Regions from separate parts of the Anser cygnoides genome. Here region 2 is linked to region 1. The links are chromatin contacts, called in public Hi-C maps. All regions are on one chromosome and are shown on one strand. Each heading gives the region's core, a stretch centred on a gene start, on an enhancer-like site or on the middle of the called end of the contact. The rest is flanking DNA. Distances are from core to core; before and after follow the strand shown.

What was found. Hi-C and Micro-C count contacts between places; a contact is called where the count stands out from the background.
Region 2: a Hi-C map of liver shows a contact between it and region 1, with 9 times the contacts expected there. The contact joins the promoter of LOC106034146 here to the enhancer-like site in region 1. A contact is called at or near these places in 2 of 7 Hi-C or Micro-C datasets (both in liver).

What each region holds. Positions count from the first base shown.
Region 1 is chr1:200,860,629-200,865,228 of Taihu_goose_T2T_genome, reverse strand. PANX1 (pannexin 1) reads left to right here. Exons shown (of 5, transcript XM_066989877.1): 2 at 3,728-3,867. Among named protein-coding and RNA genes, the nearest start is that of PANX1, 9.2 kb to the left of the region's middle. Within about 2 kb of position 1,923, at least 3 of the 3 cell types and tissues checked have open chromatin away from gene starts, as enhancers often do. A contact at or near this core is called in liver, where this site is marked.
Region 2 is chr1:200,920,545-200,925,144 of Taihu_goose_T2T_genome, reverse strand. It overlaps LOC106034146 (transmembrane 4 L6 family member 1-like), which reads right to left and starts at 2,697. Exons shown (of 6, transcript XM_048076519.2): 1 at 2,066-2,697.

The DNA of each region.
Region 1 (4,600 bases), core at 674-3,173:
TTTGCATATCATAGCTGGTTCATTTTGCCTAGTGCAACATTGTATAGTAATTAATAGCCAGGTTTCCATCTAAGCCTATGCAAATCTTTTCGCAGTGATTGCAGTGTAGTAGAAAGCAAGTAATTGTTTACTGAAGGTTTAATCCTGTTACCTACAAACCACCTGATCTTGGTTTAGGAAAAATGGCTCAGCCTATGATTAACGTTGATTCTTGGAAGCACTCTCTGTTAGTTGAGTTTCTTAATTAGATGCCAAAGTAGGAAGGGAGGTGCTGAGCCACCGGGGAGGGAACCAGTCCTGCTTGCTGGGCATCCCCTCCTGGCGAGGGATGGGTGCGCGGCCTGGGGTGCTGGCCCTCTGCGGGTGTCACTTTGCCCACCAGTGAGGCAGTCACATACAGAAGTGGGACTCTCCTTCTGACCTGGGATTTTCCTTGGGAGGCTGGAAGTGTCTTTTTGTAGGTAGGCTGCTGTTTTGGAAAGCACCTACGAGGGCAGCAGGGTGGGAGCAGCAGAATTGACTTAAATCCTGCTCGTTTGGCATCAGTAGCAATATTTCCAACTCCAGTTGGGCCAAAGGAGCCAGCGTGGGCTTGCTGAGCCCTGAGGAATCCCAGCTGGGATGGAGACATCCTCTCTCAGCCACCTGATGACCAATTAGTCCCAAATGAGCCTGCAGGACGTAGGCAAGGCTCGGAAAGATGTCACCAGGACAGGGCCTCCGCCTGTGGCCTATCCCACGCTGGGTTTTCCAGCACTGGATATGAGCTGCAGAGCAAGCAGCAGCAGGAGATGGGGCTCCTCCTGCCTCAGGCACGAAGGAGACACCTGGGGGTTGATGCCAAACCAGGCGTGAAGCCGCGGCAAGGCCGGGCAGGGTGGCAGCTCGCCTGGCTGCTCCGTGGCGGCGGTGACACAGGCCTGCCCTCTGCAATTCCTGCTGCCAGCGCCAGCTCTAGCTGCAAAAGTGACGTTTTATCACACGCAGGTGCTCATCTGCTGCTGTCACTGCCTTAATTTTCTGCAGCACTCATGCGTGGTCTCTCCTTAGGGCAGCCGCTTTTGTTTTTAATGCTCCTTTCTTGGCAAAAGTCTAAGTCAAATCCCCGTAACTCCCTCCCCGGGGTTGAATCAGTACCAGGAAATGATTAAAAAAACTCTGTAATGATAACTTGGCCAAGGACTGTGTTGTGGCATCTGCTTAATGAAGGCAGCCGTGTATAATTCCTCATCCTTCTTGCACCTCCCTGTCAGTGTTACAGGCTTGGCTGCTGCTTTTCTAATACTTGGGGGAGCAAAGGGGCAGGGGTGTCTTCGTGTGACCAAGTCAGGAGGCTGTCCCTTTGATAGCCGGGGACTGTTTGCCTTCTATAAAGTGCGTGTGTGTGTGCACAGTGGTTCTGGTGAAAGGCATTTAGCCCTTTGCCCAATTTATCCTCCAGTTCAAACTACAGATTTTCACTTCCTCCAGAATGTCCAAACATAAATTGTGTAGATTCATTGCTGTTACTCCTTTGGAGGGGAGAAGGAAAGGAAAAAAAAAAGGTGGAAATTGTGATCATTTTCAGCTGCATTCGGTGGAAATTATGCACAAAAATTCCCTCTCTGTTTAAGTCTTGGCATACTGCGGTTAGCACAAGGTTGTAATTTATATTAACAATTATTTACAGCCAGGACTGCAGTAAGTTAATTAAAAACCAGGGTAATAACCGGAGAGTCCCCAGCTTCTGCTGATGTTTGTCTCTTCTCTGCCGGGCTCCCGACTGAAAGTTACAAAGGTTTCCAAAGTCCCTGCTGAAATGCTGGGGATCTGAGGAGCCAGGCTCGCTGCTCTGCTGCAGCCCTGGGATTGCTGCAGCTGTCCTGGTGGGATGCTGTGCTTGCGCTTCTCTGGAGAAGGAGGCTGGCTGCCTTGCTCATCACTGATTTAAAGACTCCATCACTTTCAGCGGTTTCCCACCCATTCACGAGAACAAACACGTTGTTGTTCTTTTTTGCAGATAGGCAGACACGGATAAGACAGAGCTTCTTGCTGAACCCTTTGCTCACCCTTTGAAAGGGCCACTTGCTTGCTGCTTCACCCAGGGCACAGCCAGCAGCAGGAGGAGGTTTGTGAAGGAGAGCAGAGCAAAAATGATCCCCATGCAGCAGAGAACAGAGACACTCCAATTGCATTCTTTTATTTTTTATTTTTTTTTCATGCAGGATATTTCTTGAGCTTCCACGGATAATAGGAATTTTCTGGAAAGCAGAAACTCCCAAAGCTGTGAGAGAGTGCAAGTGGTTGTGCCGTGCCAAGTTTGTTAAATCATGTGAGCTCTGGTCTGATAAACAGCAACTTGTTTTCCATAAGGGAGGCTTGTGACAGGTCAAACCATGTCATTATGATACTACAGCCTCAGAAATAATTGTAACAGTGATTCATAAAGCAAAGCTTTTATTTATAATGCTTGTTCACTACGCTGCATTGTAAAAAGGCTGTACAAGTTACAAGGCTAGTGCAGTCATCTGTTACAAAAGCAGTTTTATTCTCTAAAAGCTAAGCAGCAAAAAGACACAACGAATGACATAATCTTATACTAAAACCTATTCCTATCAAACACACAGGATTGCCCTCTAGCACTGACTTTGATGAATATGTTAAGGAACGAAGAAGGTAGCAGTACTTCCCCGTTTTGCGCTTTTGACATTTGCATGGTGTTGGAGGAAGCGTTGGAGGCTGTTCTTGGAAGAGGGCTGCTCGTGGAAGAGCTGCCTCCACTTTTTATGTAATCAGTTGGTGAAACAGCTATCCTGTTTCAGCTTCTAGGAATGCTGGCTGGAAACTACTTTTTGCTTTCGCTGTCAAAGCTTCGGAAAGAAAAACAAACCCCCTCAGCCTGTTTTACCAGCTCTCATCTAAGGAGCCACTGATGCTTCACGTCAAGTAACCGCTCTTGCACCTTGAGATATGTTGCAGGAAGACTTAACTGGTGCCTGTAGCTGGTTAGAGCACAATTTGACCCTAAGGCTGAGGCTGGCTAAACAGCTGCTCTTGCTGACAATTAGTGCCTTGATCTTCAATCTGAAGCTCTGGAGCAGCTGGAGAAGTTTTGGGAGTAAGCGGAGATGACTGTGGTGTGTCTAGTCATGGTCTTGGTCCTGCCAGGAGTTACAGCAGGGAGTCCCTGTTTTCATAGGGGTAACCAGAACCCCTCAAAACGTGTTCATGGTCTCAGAGGCAGAACCAGGGGCCTGGGACGCACCTACTCTTGTGTTATGGCAAGGGCTCCAGGGCTGGGGGAATGGTGTTTGAGGTGTTGTTTCAATAGACCTGTAAGCTGTGGGCTGAGCTACTGGGAAGTACAGTGGCATGGTGGTACATCGTGGTGGTTATTTCCTTGGGAAACCAGCCTTATCTGGTCACACTTTACATCTGTTGGCTCCCCTTTGGCCAGCCTAAGGCAAGTGGAGGGAAGAGAGGTCTTGGAGGTTCCAAAAAATATGAAAGGCCTAAAGATGGGTGCTTCTAATTGCTATCTCAACCTTTAGGAAACATCAGAGAGTCCTTGAGGGAGTTGTGGGAGCAGTTCTGTGGGAATTCAGGGATTCACAGAGCTGCTGTGTTTCCTTCCATCACTTAGTTTAGTAACTTGGCATACAGCAAAATTACAAGTGTGAGCTGTTCTTTCTAAACTTTTCTTTTTTTAATCTCCCAAGTGCGTGATCACTTCTGCTTTGTTTTCCAGGTGCCCAGATAAGCTGCTTCGCGCCCAGCTCCTTCTCCTGGCGCCAGGCTGCCTACGTGGACTCCTACTGCTGGGCAGCTGTGCAGCAAAAGCAGCCATCCCAGAGCAACCTGGAGAACATTCCCCTCTGGCTTCATAAAGTACGTACAGGGCTCCTCGTGGAAAAATTGGCTCCACGTAGAAGCCTGCCTTTGCCTTAAGTTTCTCATTCCTGTTCTCTGGTATAATCCCTGGCTTTGACTTGACTCTGTTTTTAGAGAGAATGTTTTCTTTCCCTTGTTTCCAAAGGGGATAGTGCTGGAGGAGGTGTTTTCTGCTTTTAAATAAAGGATCTGTTGTGCTAAAATAACAAATATCACCACTTATCTGATTCAAGAGTAATGTTGATGTGTTGCCCTGGAGCTGGGTCCCAATATGCCTTTAACGGGGCACTTTAAAACCAGGACACAAGACACAGCAGCTGACTTAATGCTTGTATCAAAACCTTAATTTAGGAAAGCAGGATAGTAAAAACATTTCATATTTTTATTGTGTTATACTTGGCCATTTGGCAAGTATACTTGGGCTCAGGGCAGATATGGATTTGGGGAGAGATGAAGTACATCAAGGGTACCAATACATTTAACCCCTGCCTTCTGAGTTTCCTGAGGTGGTTCCCATTGAGTTGTCTTTCGCTGCAGGTAAAGCAGCATCATACTGAAGGCACAGCAAGGGCCTATTTTGTGGCTAAGAAGTGCAGTAAGTACTGAGATACATGAGCTGGCCCAAAGGGGCTAGCTGAGCTTTGGCAGGAGTTACAGACTGACTTAATGCCATGCCTGGAGCTCATTCCCTTGCTTGGGCAGTGCTGATGCTGAAGTCAGAAATGCTGCT
Region 2 (4,600 bases), core at 1,448-3,947, 59 kb before region 1:
GATCCACAGATATTTCTCCATGGAAGGTTGGAAATTTCAGACTATTGGAACTGAGGTTATTGAACTTTCACACTGCTATTAACTTTACGGGACAAACTGATCACAACTTCTTCTGATCAGGGGTTGTTCAGCTTGGAGAAGAGAAGGGGAGACCTTATAGAAGCCTTCCAGTGCCTAAAGGGAGCTTATAAGAAAGACAGAGAAAGACTTTTTACCAGGACCTGTAGTGAAAAGAAAAGGGGAAATGGTTTTAAACTAAAAAAAAAAAAAAAAAAAGGAGTTGAGTAAGATTAGATATTAGGAGGAAATTCTTTACTGTGAGAGTGGTGAGGCCCTGGCACAGGCTGCCCAGAGAAGCTGTGGATGCCCCATCCCTGGAGGTGCTCAAGGCCAGGCTGGATGGGGCTTTGGGCACCCTGGTCTGGTGTGAGATGTCTTTGCCCATGGCAGGGGGTTGGAACTGGGTGGGCTTTAAGGTCCCTTCCAGCCCAAACCATTCTGTTATTCTTATAACTTCACTCCAGCTCAAGGTTTCCAAATGCATAAAAAAAAACGTGCAGGTTTCTGTCCTCAGAGAAAGCTGGTGATTTATGACAAAAGAGGTTCTGCTTTATGATCAGCACGTAAAATGTAAAAGAAGGATCTGGATACCCACTGTTTTGTTACACACACCTGTGTTATACACACGCACCCATGCACGCACACAAGCCTACGCTTGCTACGTGCAAATAGTTTTTGTAATAGCCAAGGCAGTAAACAGTGAAACCTGCCTCAATTTAGTCATGTGCATTGGCTAATCCTGAAAGTTTTGTGTCAAAAGTTGGTGTTGGGAAGATATTAAGCAGAGTAGGAGTACAGAAATCAATCCAGGTTGGGTTCCCAAGCAAAAAAGCCCAGGCAGAAGGCAGTATGAAGATCTTTGAGACAGCCAGAGACAGACTGAACCCGGCTTTGATGACAGAATGAAGACAGCAAAAAGGTGAGGTAAGGCATGAAGACAGACCTGTGTTCTCAGACCTCTGATTTGAAGGGATTCGGTATATTGCTGCGAGGGCTCTGCAATTGCCAGAGACTTCTGAGTTTGCATTTCTACAGCAAAAAATTGCATTGTTCTCTGTTGCTATGAATTTAATAAGAGCACTCTGCTCATATGCATTATCTTCTGAGTACTTTATAATCACATTATGCATTCTAATCCAGCTTTAAAACAAGTTATCTGGCATTAAACTATTTCAGAAAGGAACGTTTAACTTGGTTTATGGTCATTACCTATTGTTTATATAATGCTCAAAATTGGGCAGGGCATTTTGCAAGCATCTGGAAAAAAGCCCTGACTTAAAAAGATAAAAATCTGACCAGACTGGCAATGTGCAAAGGAAGGATGAAGCAGGGAGGGGATGGAAGGAAAAAAAAAAAAAAAAAAGGTATTTTAACTGTCTTTCTCCAAGCGCCAAATGCATTTGGTATTTTTTATTATGTTGACCTTTGCCTGCTCTCCCGTTTCATTCCCACTTTTGCTTTTCCACTCGTTTGCCCAGCTTCACCTGCTCCCCCCGCAGAGAGGAGCGAACAAGCACGGGCACAGCCTTTTCTCCTCGCGTACAGCTCGGTCTTGTCGGGGAGCTGCACGCTCTCCTCCGCATCTCTCGCACGTAGCTGCAGGGCCTAATTCTCACCTGGAGCTCGGGAGCAGGACGCCGCTTTGGCTGGGAGAGCGCAGGTTTACGCCGGGAAGGATCCGGCCCTGACCTATCTCAACACCAATTCACACTGCAAGGAGAATTCAGGCAACCGTCAATCGCCAGATCTAACGAGAGCCTCCACCACCAAAATCAACGCAGCTCTGTGACCTGTGCACATCACAGAGAGGATCTGGCCGTGTTATTACAGCTTAGGAAAACACTCTGGGTTGCCAGAAGCGCTCAAAATGCTTTATTAATTCAGCAAACAAAAGCACTCTCTGCAGCTTCGTTAGGCGAGGCGCTGAGAGTGAGCTTCTAATTTCAAGCTAGGGCTTTAGAAAGTTTTGTTTTGTAATGCTGAGAGAAGAAATACCACTGCTTACCTTTTATACGGGCCTAAGATGGCCTCCAGGCCCCAGAGCTTCCCACGGCCTGCGTCCAGCTTCCCAGCTCCCCTTTCCTGGAGCGTGGCAGCCCGAGAGAGGCACACCGATGTTTTCGGGTGATGGCCTCTGTTAAACAAATAGTGGTTCCTCTCCAGAGAATGAGGAAATACCCCAACTTGTTGCTGGTTGGCCAGCACGAGGTTTGCGCGCCACCCTGCCCGATCGATTACTTGAGGGCAGCGTTCCAGCGGTCAATGCCTCAGCCCCCCAGGACATGAATTTGGGATCGGTGGAGCCCTCTCCACTGCCAAAACCATTTCGGCTATGTGCAGTTGTAGAGGGGAGGAGAGGCACATGAAGAGGAGCACCCTGTGCTGTGCAGAAAGCGCGGTCAAAGCACAAGGCAGTGGTACAGCAAACTCCATCAGTCGGTGCAGAGTCATCTTCCGCACAGCAGGCTTTTGTTGGTTAAAGTTTGGCTTTGGCTTTGCTCCAAAGCATGCTGCTTTCAGCCCAAAAGGGAGGGTAGGAGTGATAGCTCAAGGGGTGAGAGACAAGGGCAGATAACAATCTCATAGGGGAGTAAGGTGTGGTTTGGGGATTATTCCCACTCTTCACCTCACTGGCTTTCTTCTTTCAGTAACCTCTTCTTGTCTTTGGAGAAAAATTCTCACTGTGAAAGATTGGTCACGTAGGGTGGAATCCATCTCACATGACTGTAGATGTCTGTGAGGCACGTCACACCAGGATGCCTTTATTCCCGGTGAAACATGCACTTTCAAGGGAAAAATTACCCAACCTATTTTAGGAGCTACTGTAGGGTTACAACGAATGCAGGTGTTACAAAGGTGCAGGAATCTCAATGCATATTCAAGCATAGATGATGGTATCTGTGGTCAGATGGATCCCACCCACGAGGACTTACAAGTGTGGCAGGGTGGCTGTAAAAGCACAGGGGCAAAGCCTGAGACTCCAGACCCCAGGTTGCATGTTTAATACCACCAGAATCAGAGGATGCAGGGAAAATTGTCTTCAACCTGACTCATGGTAGTGAAAAACCTTTAAAAAGCCCATAGAGTGATCTCAGGCAAATAAACTTCATTACAGTAAAAATGGCAAAAGTGAGAGAAGCAGCTGAACTACTGAATCCATGCCCCAAACTTCAGCTGGTGTCAGTGGCAACAGCATTTCACCCTGTTTCATGTGGTGGTGCTTCAACTCCATGGAAAAGAAACAAAGAATTAATCAAAAAGGTGAGGTTTGCAAGCAACTCTCAGGTAATCCTTGAAAGGGCAAAGGCACAGAGCCTAATGGCATTTAAAGTCTTCAATTTATAACAATTTAAAGACCGTCATCAGCTTGCACTGACAGCTGGGGCATGTGGAGTGAGACTGCCAGCTTTTGTAAAGAGTTAAGAAGCAAATAAGGAAATTTCATAATGATATTTAAGATGAACCTCCCTGTAAATCTCATATGCTGGTTGCTAGGAGTTTTGATAGACTCCTGTTTTGCACATAATATCTCTAAGATGCCATGTTTTCCATTTTCATCTAGCCAAAAGTCTCCTTTGGGGTCAGCATCCGTGACCTTGATTCAGTTTTTCTTTTATTTTCCCTGGCTCAAAGACCTCTGGGACAGCGTACAAGGTCCATGTCTGCACTTTCTCATCCAAGCTGTGTTCCTATCTCTGTATATTTCTTTACTGACCATTTTTAAATTTCTTCTCTTCACCTTCCAAAGCCTATCTCATCTGATCATTTAGTGTGTAGACTTAATACCTAGACTTAACTGTGTCTGTCTCAAATACCCCTCAGTGCCTTTTGCCACTGAATACTTAATAGTTTTTTCAAGCAAGTGCATAATGAACAGAATCAATATTGTGCCAGTTTTGTGCTTTTTAATTAATCTACAGCAACCTGTTGTCTTTTGTGCTACTACAAAGATTTTAAACTGTTTAGGATGAGTTCAGTGCTTTCATCTGTGTTTGTGCAACAATTTTCACTCCAGGGCTTAACCGATGACTAGAGCTTCTAGCCATTAAAGAAAAATAAAAATGCTGGTAAGCTGTATTAAACACAATTCTATCTTCAGGAATATTTTTAGACTTACAGATTACTGAGTGGGATCTGTATTCAGTCTTTGATGAGAACTGAACCAAATTCTTTCTCAGTCCATCTTGAAATACAGAAATACAGTTCTTGTTCTGCCCTTCTCTGTGATCTCCAAGGGAAAGGAGTTAAAACGCAGGAGAAGGCCCATTTTATGCCTGCTGAAGATCTTTCCACTGGAATGAGAATAGCAGCACAGAACGAAGCAGAGCACAGGAAAGTTGTTTAAATCCCCAAACTGAAAGTTTGTGTTATCTCCAGAGAGCTCGGCTCTTACCTGTGTTTCTGAAGTGATAGACACCCTGGAGAAATGGAAACAAACAGACAGAAACCATAAAATACTTAGAAGAACAGGATTTTGTCTGTGAACTGTTTTGCAGCTAAGCTGAGTGTATACAATTGTGTACATCTATTTTTCCCCCTG